2 separate regions of the Mus musculus genome follow, and region 1 is linked to region 2. A link is a contact called in public Micro-C data. All regions are on one chromosome and are shown on one strand. The core of a region is the stretch at or near the end of the contact, and the rest is flanking DNA. Distances in the headings are between cores, read along the strand shown.

The links. Hi-C and Micro-C count contacts between places; a contact is called where the count stands out from the background.
Region 1: a contact with region 2 is called in a Micro-C map of granulosa cells, with 2.0 times the contacts expected there. The contact joins two enhancer-like sites. A contact is called at or near these places in 6 of 484 Hi-C or Micro-C datasets (adipose-derived mesenchymal stem cells, bone marrow-derived dendritic cells, cortical neurons and 3 more).

Annotation. Positions count from the first base shown.
Region 1 is chr9:75,122,495-75,127,677 of GRCm38.p6, reverse strand. Myo5a (myosin VA) reads right to left here. Exons shown (of 41, transcript NM_010864.2): 4 at 4,623-4,767. Among named protein-coding and RNA genes, the nearest start is that of Myo5a, 54 kb to the right of the region's middle. Within about 2 kb of position 3,162, at least 73 of the 459 cell types and tissues checked have an H3K27ac peak or open chromatin away from gene starts, as enhancers often do. A contact at or near this core is called in granulosa cells, where this site is marked.
Region 2 is chr9:74,906,353-74,912,083 of GRCm38.p6, reverse strand. No RefSeq gene overlaps it. Among named protein-coding and RNA genes, the nearest start is that of Gm38678, 43 kb to the right of the region's middle. Within about 2 kb of position 2,658, at least 81 of the 459 cell types and tissues checked have an H3K27ac peak or open chromatin away from gene starts, as enhancers often do. A contact at or near this core is called in granulosa cells, where this site is marked.

The DNA of each region.
Region 1 (5,183 bases), core at 1,913-4,412, 220 kb before region 2:
CTTCTAATGGTTGCATTTCCTAATGGCTTACTCAGCTTGGAACTCATCAATGGACTAAGTCCTTGGAGAAGTTAGTGCACCTGTTCTGTCTCTCGATAACACTACCAAGTCTTCTGCACACAAACCTTTGGAACCATTGTATATTCAAACTATAGCACAGGGCATACACACACGGTACCAAACCTGACTTAGCATATACTGCCTGGAGGTCACAAAGCATCTGTTCAATCAGCCTTATAAGGTAGCAGGCATTACACCAAGCCTGTTATATAAGTAGGATACTTGGCACTACATGCTACCTGAGTCACAGTTGTTAACAGAAGAGATTTCACCATCCATAAGAGTCATTTTCTACTTAGCCAACGGACGTCAGGATACTAGAGCATTCAGAAACCACATAACTAAATGAAAGAAGGGTGGCTAAGAAAGGCCTGGTAATAAATAAAGTCAGAAGTAATAAAACCGGATGACACACCTAAATGGCTGGAAGGAGAGTGCAGAGATGATGCTTCACAATGATGAAGGTGAGAGCTTGTATCAGATTCGACTTAATATTTTTCAAAGTGTTTCTGTACTTATTAGCCAATATAATTTAATAACTGGAATAATAGGGACAGACACTCTTTTCCTCTTTGCAGAAAACAACCAAAGTTAGTTTGCTTAAGGTTGGTGACTAGTATGCCAAGACAGTGAGTTGTTATAGCATACACCCCTAACTCGAGGGGTACGGGGAGGTCTATGGTAGGCTCCTCTTGCTTTGCTATGTCACTTCTTAGCATGCATGCTCTGTCCTTCACTAGGAAGAAAAAGGCCCATTCATTGATCTAATCAAACATAAAGACAACAAATACATTTCACAGAACATTGTAAGGTCAAGTTAGGCCACTTGTGAAACTGGTCCATCTTACAGTTGATAAAAGTGAAATCCATGGAGATCCTAAGTTTTAAGTTCTATGGTTAATTGGGGGAGACGCAATTAGAACACACAGTATTTTTTTTTAAACTAAACCAAGGTTAACTACACAGTACTAACTTTTTAAATAAAAAAAAAAAATCAAAGCTGTAAGTAAAACTTAGGAACATTGCCCTGTGACTCACACAGGACAGGAAATACATAAAATTAAGATAATATTACAACAAATGACTATAAGGAAACAAAACTAAATCTTGGTGGTTTAATGAAAATAATTCTGTGACTTTGGTGAAGGAAAACAATCAGGGAGCCAGTGAGACGGCTCAGCAGGCAGTCACTTGGCTTGGAACTAAGTCCATACTTAAGACTCAGATGATGGAGAAAGAATTGACTCCCACATGTTTTCCTCTGTGTGCACACACACTCACAAACACACATGCACATACATGCACACACATGTACACACACAGACAGAGTGAAAAAAATCAGTCAGGTTTAGTGTGAAAAAGGACAAGTAAGAATGTGAGAGAAGGAATACAAGCAGAAAGACAGACCTCAAACTCCATTTGCCCTTTCTCCTCTAGAAGTCAACAGGCTCATTAAATGTAAGAGGGTGCAGTATTCCACGAGAGCACTGTCCTCTAAGGAGCATGTTTAGAATGGAGATGGGGCATAGACATTTCTAACTAAAACTGGGCTATCATAATGGCCTAACAGCTAAAGCTACTTGCCACTAGGCTCCTTTCTGGCTTCTTCAGGCACTACACCAACTTGGTGCACATTCATACATGCAGATAAAATACTCATAAACATAAATAAGTCAATAAACCAAGATGTAAGCCCATCACTTTAACCCCCACCACATCCACACAACCTGCTCTTCCTATAGAACAAAGGAAACCTCATCTCTAGAAAGGAAACTGCCAACCTTCTATCTCTCAGAACAAATCCTTGTGGTCATCCTAACTCTCGCTTCTTTCTTACCCTGCATCACGTTCCCAGTCCCATCTTAAATCTATTCCCTACTCAACATCTTCTCTAATACTTTCAACTAAGTCTCTGTTCCTCATTCAAATCATTGAATAGCCTCCTACCTGTTTCATCTCCAGAGTTCTATGCTTGCTTGCTTGCTTGCTCTGTTTTGTTGCCATAAAGTTACTGTAATAGGATTTCAACCTTGTAGAAGCTACACACACTGTAAAATGAACTCCTGCTTACGCATCGCTCACACCCAGGAGCTGCCCATTTGCTCTGTTTCTCTATTTCTCCCATTCTAATATTTTCTGCAACATTTTGAGTATAGGTTGTAAACATGTGTACTTTCACAGCCTTCACAACATTTGTTAAGCTTTGTTCTTATCTATTTATAATGGTCAAAATCAGGAAAGCTAATATTGCTACAATAACACTACCAGTTTAATCAATGATCCTATTGATAGGTGATAAGCATAAGCTTCATTTACTTTTATTCTTTGTTTGTTTGTTTGTTTGTTTGTTTGTTTTTGAGACAGGGTTTCTCTGTATAGCCCTGGCTGTCTTGGAACTCACTTTGTAGACCAGGCTGGCCTCGAACTCTGAAATCCGCCTGCCTCTGCCTCCCAAGTGCTGGGATTAAAGGTGTGTGCCACCACTGCCCGGCTACTTTTATTGTTTATCAGGCTTTGTTTGTTGAGTGGAACTTGTGTCTGGTTTGCTGCTGTATCATATCCAGGACAGTGCCTGGTGTTTGGATTGTGATTAAGAAATTTCTGTCAATAATGATAAGTTATATCTCCTCTAAAGATATGAGGGGTCTGTAGGAACAGCGGTGATGTGAAACACCAAGACTCACACCCAGGAAAGCTGGCATGTTTATTTGGTAAAATAAAAGAAAGAAAGAAAGAAAGAAAGAAAGAAAGAAAGAAAGAAAGAAAGAGAGAGAGAGAGGGAGGGAGGGAGGGAGGGAGGGAGGGAGGGAGGGAGGGAGGGAGGGAGGGAGGGAGGGAGGAGTGATTCTGCAGCAGACTCCCGACTAAACCAAAGCAGACACACTCTGGTGGCTGTAGCAGATTTTATGGGTACAGACTTATTAATATGTGATAAACATTCTAACTAACTGAAACATATTTCAAGCTTTCTACAAAAGAAAACTAGGCAAAGGGGGAACACCAAACCAAACAACCTTGAGTTAAGAAATGACACTGGCTGACTCACGGGGATATCATGTGGGATAAAGAGAGTGCCAGGAAAGCAGTTGAATCTCCTGACATTTGAGTGTTGCCACGGCAATGATGAAAACCACGCTTTCAGACTTGAGATCAGCACTGAGGCTGAGACTGTGTTACATGCACGAGGCTCTTGCTCTGACCCTTTGAGCCAAAGGAAGTATTTTCTGAGGATTGTAAAGTTCTTTAAGTATAAAACTTTTCAGAGATCAAATTCAGAGTCTAGCAGTCCGTGGGATTCCCTCACTGACTAGTGTGACTCAGGCCGTCCTGAGTGGTGCCAGCATTGCACTGCAATGCTCTGAAACTAGAAAAATCAAGTACTGGTAGATTCTGTTCAGCTGAAGGAAAATGTATTCACAGATGGAATTTTCTAAACATTAAGCTTTAAACTTTGGATATTCATTACTGTTTTATAGTAGTACTGAGCATACTATAACATATACTGCTAATTCACTGCCATTTTATACTTAATATGCTAATATTTTATACTTAATATGCTAATATTTGACTAACTGAATTTGAACAATGATCTTCCTATTGATAAGACCTTAGAAAAATTATAGAACTTCCCTAAGCCTCAGTTTTACCAACTGCAATACAGTTTATAACAACACAAATTCAAAAAGTTATGAAGATAAATTTTGTTAATAAATCAAAAATAGCTAATCAACAACTTGTGAGGAGATAGCACATGGTTAACTCTGGTACTTATTATAAGTACTATTATTATTAAAAGGGTATAATGACTTCTATGGGTACTTTAGTTGAAATAATTATAAAATTCTATCACACTTTGGTCCAAAAATGTGTACTGGTTGCAAAAGAGAAAATAAAAGCCTCTACAGCATCTATTTTATATTTTCTATTTTATAGACTGTTTTCAGGATTTCCCACATCATATTATGCCAATTTCCTCCCTGTAAGCCTAAGAAACTAGTTTTGTTTTGTTTTTTTTCCAGTGCACTCACCCTTTCACATTATATGATATCATTTATTATTCAGGGCATAATTTTATCTTGAAAGTGCTCTATTTTCCATTCTTTGCCCTCAAACTGTTAAAGCTCTGTGGGTGATATGAGACACACTCTGCAGAGGTATACACAAATAACTGATGTTCTGTTTTATATTTTTCATTGCTATCATACAGATTACTAGTCCTTTTAGTTTGTCTGTTACTGTGCTGAGTGACACTAGGGAAGTTATTTAATGCTATACAACTAAACTTTAACTCTCTCACCTATAAAACACAATATCTGTCCTTGCTTAGTCACAAGAACATGATGAGATTCCAAAGGCAATTTTTAAACAAACTATATAATCGGTTTATAAATGTGAGATTTTAATATTTAATTGAATAGTTCAGACACTTTGATATAAATTGGTCAAAGATACTTGTAACTATTTACAAGTTCTTTTCTCTTTAAATTATCCATGACACAGCAAAGAATAAAACTATCTTATCTAACAAGAGCCATGCAATGACAATACACGTTCCTACCAACCTTGCCATTTGCTTGTAAGCCTCTTCAGCTACTGCGAAGATGTGAGGATCCATGTCACCCATGTTCTGGCCACTGTAGGCATTAATAATATCTTCTCCATAAATAGGCAGCTGCTCATAGGGATTTATAGCTACCAGAACTATTCCTGAGAGAGGAGGATGAGAAAGAAAATGACATCAATCATCTCCTACAGGGCACATTGTTTCAGCTTGGTTCACATTAAACTAATCAATTACTCAAAGGTCAAAATACACCACAGTCTTAGGTATTCTAAATTATTGTACATAGTCCTAACTGATCTGGACTAGACTCTTTAAAATAATGTGACTTAGCCAGGGGTAGAGCACTTGTCAATCATTTGTAAAGCTCTGGGTTTGATCGCCATGTGGCAAAAAAGAAACAATGTTTTAAATAACTTAAACATTTTTATATTCAGTTTAAAAAAATGGGGGTTTAAGAGAGGGCTCAGGGGTAAGGAGCACTTGCTGATCTTGCAGAGAATTTAGGTTCAGTTCCCAGCACCCATGTTGGGCAGCTCACCACTGCCTGGAACTACAACTC
Region 2 (5,731 bases), core at 1,409-3,908:
GGACTTGGGAATCTGGAAACAGCTCTCCTCCCCTCCAGCCTGAGGGGCTTCCTGGAGGGTACTGAGAATGGACAGACACTAGCTCTCATACAGAAGCCAGCCCTCAGCTTGTCCCGTCTGAAAGATTTCTGAGGGCTCAGCTTGTTCTTAGACCAGTGGTGAACTCCAAACATAATTCATTGCTGAAAAAATATGACTCTTTTGTTTGTTTTCCAAGACAGGGTTTCTCTGTGCGGTAGCCACAGCTTGGCCTTGAATCCCCAGAGATCCGCTTGCCTCTGTTTCCTGAGTGCTGGGATTAAAGGTGTGTACCATCACGCCCGGCTTGATTTAGACTCTTGAATAGGGTGTTTTCTGAAAGGCCTTTAACAGGCAGAGTGTGGTGGCACAGGCCTGAAACTTCAGCTAGGGGAGAGGTGGAGGCAGAAGGAGTTAAGATCTCAGGGCAGCAGCCAGGGCTACATCGAAAGAGCCAGGGCCTGGACTGGCAGAGCAGTTAGGTTCCCAACACCCAAGCCACATGGCTCACAGCCATGTTAACTCCAGCTCCAGGGGATCCAATGATCTCTTCTGGTCTCTGTTGGCATCTGCATGCCACACACACACACACACACACACACACACACACACACACACAGAGAGAGAGAGAGAGAGAGAGAGAGAGGGAGAGAAAGAGAGCACTGCGAGTTAAAAGGTCATATCATGTTGTAATCAGAATTAGTTTTATGATTATTTCTTTTGAACCAAAGCCATTCCCTGCTTTTCTCTTAAGGGTAAATACAATGACCACTAACTGGGAAGAAACTAGCATGATGTCCTAGTCCCGCACACAGGCTGAGGGAGGTTTGTGGAGATAGCATACTTGCTTGATATTTTTGTACCAAATCTGAGGGTGGTGGGTCACACCTACAATCCCAGCTACTCTGGAGGCTAGGGCTGGGAAGAGCATCTTAGTTCAGGAGTTCAAGGCCAGCCTAGGCAACACAGTGAGACCCTGTCTCAAAGGAAAAAGACAATGTTAAGTCATTATTCTTTCACTTTCTGTGGTTTGTTTGTTTTTAGATTTATTTATTTTATGTATGTGAGTACACCGTAGCTGTCTTCAGACACACCAGAAGAGGGCATCAGATCCCATTACAGATGGTTGTGAGCTACCATGTGGTTGCTGGGAATTGAACTCAGGACCTCTAGAAGAGCAGCCAGTGAGTGCTCTTAACCACTGAGCCATGTCTCTGGACCAACACTCTCTGTTTTTTGAGACAAGGTCTCATGTAGGCCAGGCTGGCCTCCAGTTCACTATGTAGCCAAGACTGGCCTTGAATTCCTGGTCCTCCTGCCTCCATCTCCTAAATGCTAGGATTATAGGCTTGTGCCACCCTGCCCCGATTCTTCACTCTGCCTTGGGAAGAAAAACCACCCTCCCCCAATTTCCAGAGATCATTTGTGTGTAGTACACCTGCTTCCGAATACGCCCATTGTACTGCAATGGGATCAATTTCCTGTTGAATTGGTTTGTCCCAGACACGTGCCAGCCAGCCTTATGACTAATGCACACCTTAAGAAGCCCTAAATAGCTGACCTGCCATTCTGGTTTTTGGTAATAGGCCTATATATATCTGGTATCTCTTCCTCATCGAGCTGAGGCAGCTGATATGGAGGTAACTTTCCTGTTCCTTTCCTACAGGGACATGAATGAGGTTAGCTGCCCCAACTCTACTTCTGTGTCAGAAACAAGTTAAAGGAAGTATCTCCAGGACTCCCAGGGGGCTGAGGATATAATAGCTCAATTGGTAGAGTATTTGCCAGCTTGCACAAAACCTCGGGTTTAGTCTCTAGAGGTGAAGGCAGGAAGGTCAATGCCATTCTTGGTCAGTTAGTGAGTTCAAGGCCAGCTTGGTTGAGAAGAGACCATTTCCTAAAACACACACACACACACACACACACACACACACACACACACACACACACACACACAGAGAGAGAGAGAGAGAGAGAGAGAGAGAGTGAGTCAGAGAGAAAGAGAGAGAGACAGAGAGACAGAGGTGTAGCAATTTTAGAGGCCAGGAGAGGGCACCGAACCCTCTGAAGCTGGAGCCACAGGAGGTTGTGAGCACCCAGATGTGGGGGAAAGAAACTGAACCCCTTTGGAAGACCAGCAAGTGCTCTTAACTCCTGAGCCATCTCTCCAGCCCTTTCGGCGGATTCTTTGAGACGAGGCTGTTCACCAAACCTGGAGCTCACGGATAGGCTGAAGTAGGTGGTTAGCAAGCAAGCCCCCAAAGAGCCTACTCTTTCTGCTTGGCCAGCCCTGGGATTTATACGCATGGGCCACCTCGTTGGCTTTTTGTGAGAGATCCAAACGCAGGTCCTCATGCTGGCAGGACAAGCACCTTGCTCACAGTCACCCCCAAGGTCACAAGCAAAGATGTTCTACAGGCGTTCAGGCACACGCACAGCGCCTGCCCGCCCGCCCGCTGGCATTGCCCTTGCCTTTTAGCTGACGTGAGTACGTCCCAAGTGTCCCTGCACCTGCCTCCACCCCCTTTATTTATTTGTTTGCTTTCGAAGCTTCGTTTGGTCGGAAGATCCTTGTGCTTGGGGACTCCGGCATTGCCCGGTTCCCTGCTCACCCTGCAGCACTCAGAGGCTGGCTGGGCTCCAGGATGAGTCAGAGGCTCGTGCCCCACACACTGGAAAACAAAGGGGGTTTCCAGCCTTTGTATTCCAAGGTGCTGAGCTTCGGTGGCGTGAGCAGGTCACTAAGGTGATGTGTATTAGATACAAGCTCACAGAACAGAGTGTTTGCTCCCTAAAACCTGGGCAAATGTTTCCAACTGGGTTCATAATAAGCTTCAGGTTCAATTAGAGGCTATTGAGGCCATGTGTGTGGCTCAGTGGCAGAGCGTGTGCTCAGCGTGTACACGGTCCTGGGTTTTGTCCCCAGCACCACCCAAAGAGGAAAGGCATTCATAGCTGTTGAAGACCTGGAGAATCCGGCCTCACCTATCTTTGTTCTCTCCCATCTGGATCTGTCACAGGTTTGTGGTCACCAGAAAGGTTGGCCCAGGAGCATACTAAGAGTAGAGTTAAGGCTGAGGGTCAAAAAGTAGACCCTAAGGCTGGGGCTGTAGCTCACAGCAGACTAGTATCTTAGCATGTGTTTCAATCTCCAGTACTAAAAAAAAAAAAAAAAAGGTTCATGAGCACACCTCCTAACACAGGCACACATACACAAATACACACACACACACACACACACACAGAGACACTCAAGCAGACACACACACAAAAGCAGACACACACAGACAAATACACACACAAAAGCAGACACACACAGACAAATACACACACACAAGCAGGTACACACAGAGACACACAAGCAGACAGACACACAAATATCTACACAGACACACACATACAGACACACACATACACACAAGCAGTTCCAAGAAGACAGAAACATAGACACAAGTAGGCAGACACACACATAAGTAGATAGTCACACACACACAAACAGACTGACAGACAGGTAAGTAGGCAGATATAGATACACACACAGACACATAGATATAAGCAGACACAAGTAGATGGACACACATACACAACAGACTGACAGGCAGGCAGACAGGCAAGCAGGCATGACACACATACACACACACACACACACACACACACACACACACAGAGAGAGAAAGAGAGAGAGCTGAGTCAAAGAAAAAGCAGGAGGACACTTGGTGATGGCTTTAAATATCCTGGTAGCTTTTGTATAGATTTCTCCCAAATTGCCATATTCTACACACAGTTACAAGTAGCCCCCTCTCTGTGTGACACAGAGTGGGATCTGTGTTTCCCAGGAGGAAGATGAATGTAGTCTCACTGAGCAGTATATGCATGCGTGACACTCTATGTGACTTAGGTGTTCATCATTTACAGAAGTCAACTCTTCTGTGTAGCACTTTTTCTTAGAGTGGCTGAGGATGAGGCTTCGTCACTAGAAACCAGGAGTAACAAGCACACCTGTAATCCTAGCTCTCAGGAGGTGGAGGCAGGAGGATCAGACATTCAAGTTCAACCTTGGCTGTATGGTGAGTTTCCCCAGCGTGGGGTAATAAGATCCTGTCTAAAAGCTTAAAATCCTAACACCTCAGAATATTTAATCTGGATACGGAGATACAACTTCCAGCTTGCAGAAAATCAGTAGAAAAAGTGCTGGACACAACCAAGTGACCTGGCATCCTTTGGGACAGGTGACCCCGTCTTCAAGGAGTCAGAACATGACTAAGAGGAGTTTAGTGGCTTGAGAAAGACATGAAGGTTTCAGGTCTATAAAAAGCAGGCACATTGTATGGTCTTATACTGGATACTACTTCCCACAATCTCACTATAAAGAGCATTTTTAGGGACAATTTGGGAAATTTTAACATTTACTGCAAATTATATAGTATCGAGGATATAAATGCACAAGTTAATTTGGTTAACTATGAAAGATGTTATTTCGACTCCAGAAACGTGTTTTTATTTTTATTTTTTAAAATGTGAACCGAGTTTAAAAACCAACTTTCTCTCCCTTTCCCTGGAATTTTCAGCCTTTAAAAGGAAGGCGACAAGACCAGGGTACGCGTGGCTGTGCTGCAGTTTTATTCTTGTTCTGGCGACCTGAAAGCAGGTGTTAATAGTCACAAGTGGGGCCAGATTCATGGGGAGAAAAGAAGAGCAAACTAAAGTGTTTGTGGACGGACACACACACACACACACACACACACACACACACACAGCTCTCCTGTGCTGCCTCTGTGAGTGGCTGAGTTCTGCTCAGTCGGCTGGCTAGTGTAGGCAGGACCTGTGTTACAGGAGGCTTCTTGCACCACAGTCTGGAGAGGCCTCTGACCCACATCCTCTCACACTCACCGGAGCTATGGCAAGGCACTCTGCAGCAAGAGACAGGCACACCCTTGTTTGCATCATGTGTTCCAGGCCTCCCAAGTTCAGGGACCCACTTCAGAGGTAGCAGGAAGCTCTGTGTTAATATTATCAGAGGACTCACCCGAGGGTGGGAGGGCAGTTGAAGTCTCTCTCTAGAGTCTTTAGTTCCTCCAGCCACACAGACCTCAGAGCTATGCCTTTAACCCCTCCGGAGAGCCTCAGGAGGGAGAATGTATAAACTTGGCCTTGACTTCTTGGATTGTGCAGTTTGGAATAAACCTTGAGATTCACAGACAGTGGCCTTGGATGTTCTCAACAGGAACCAAGAAACTACGGATGAAGTCAACTCCAAAAAGCTCATCTGTGCTTGGCTGAGGTAGAGCACACCTGAAATCCTAGCACTCACTGTGAGGCTCAGGCAGGAAGAGGCAAAATTGGAAGCCATCTCGGGCTGCCTAGTTAAGTTCCATCTTAGCTTCCATAGTGAGACTGCCTCAAACAAAACCAATACAAGCGAAAAGAAATCCCCAATCTACCCTCACATCTCCTACGTTTGAGCCGCAGACCGTCTGGGTTCTGTTCACTCAGAGAGGACTGGGTGTCCCACACTGCTAGGAAGCAGGTGAGAAATAGCTGGGTATTCCAGTGTTGCTCTGGGAGCAGGCAGGGATGCCCCTCCACCAGTTAGCAGCAGGCTGTGGATTAGGAGTGGCAGAAAGGATGTCTTTAAATAGGTTTCCGTTTCTGTTTGTTTGGTTTGAGGCTTGGTGATGGAGGTCACTCTGGGAGAAGCTTGGGACATAGCAGA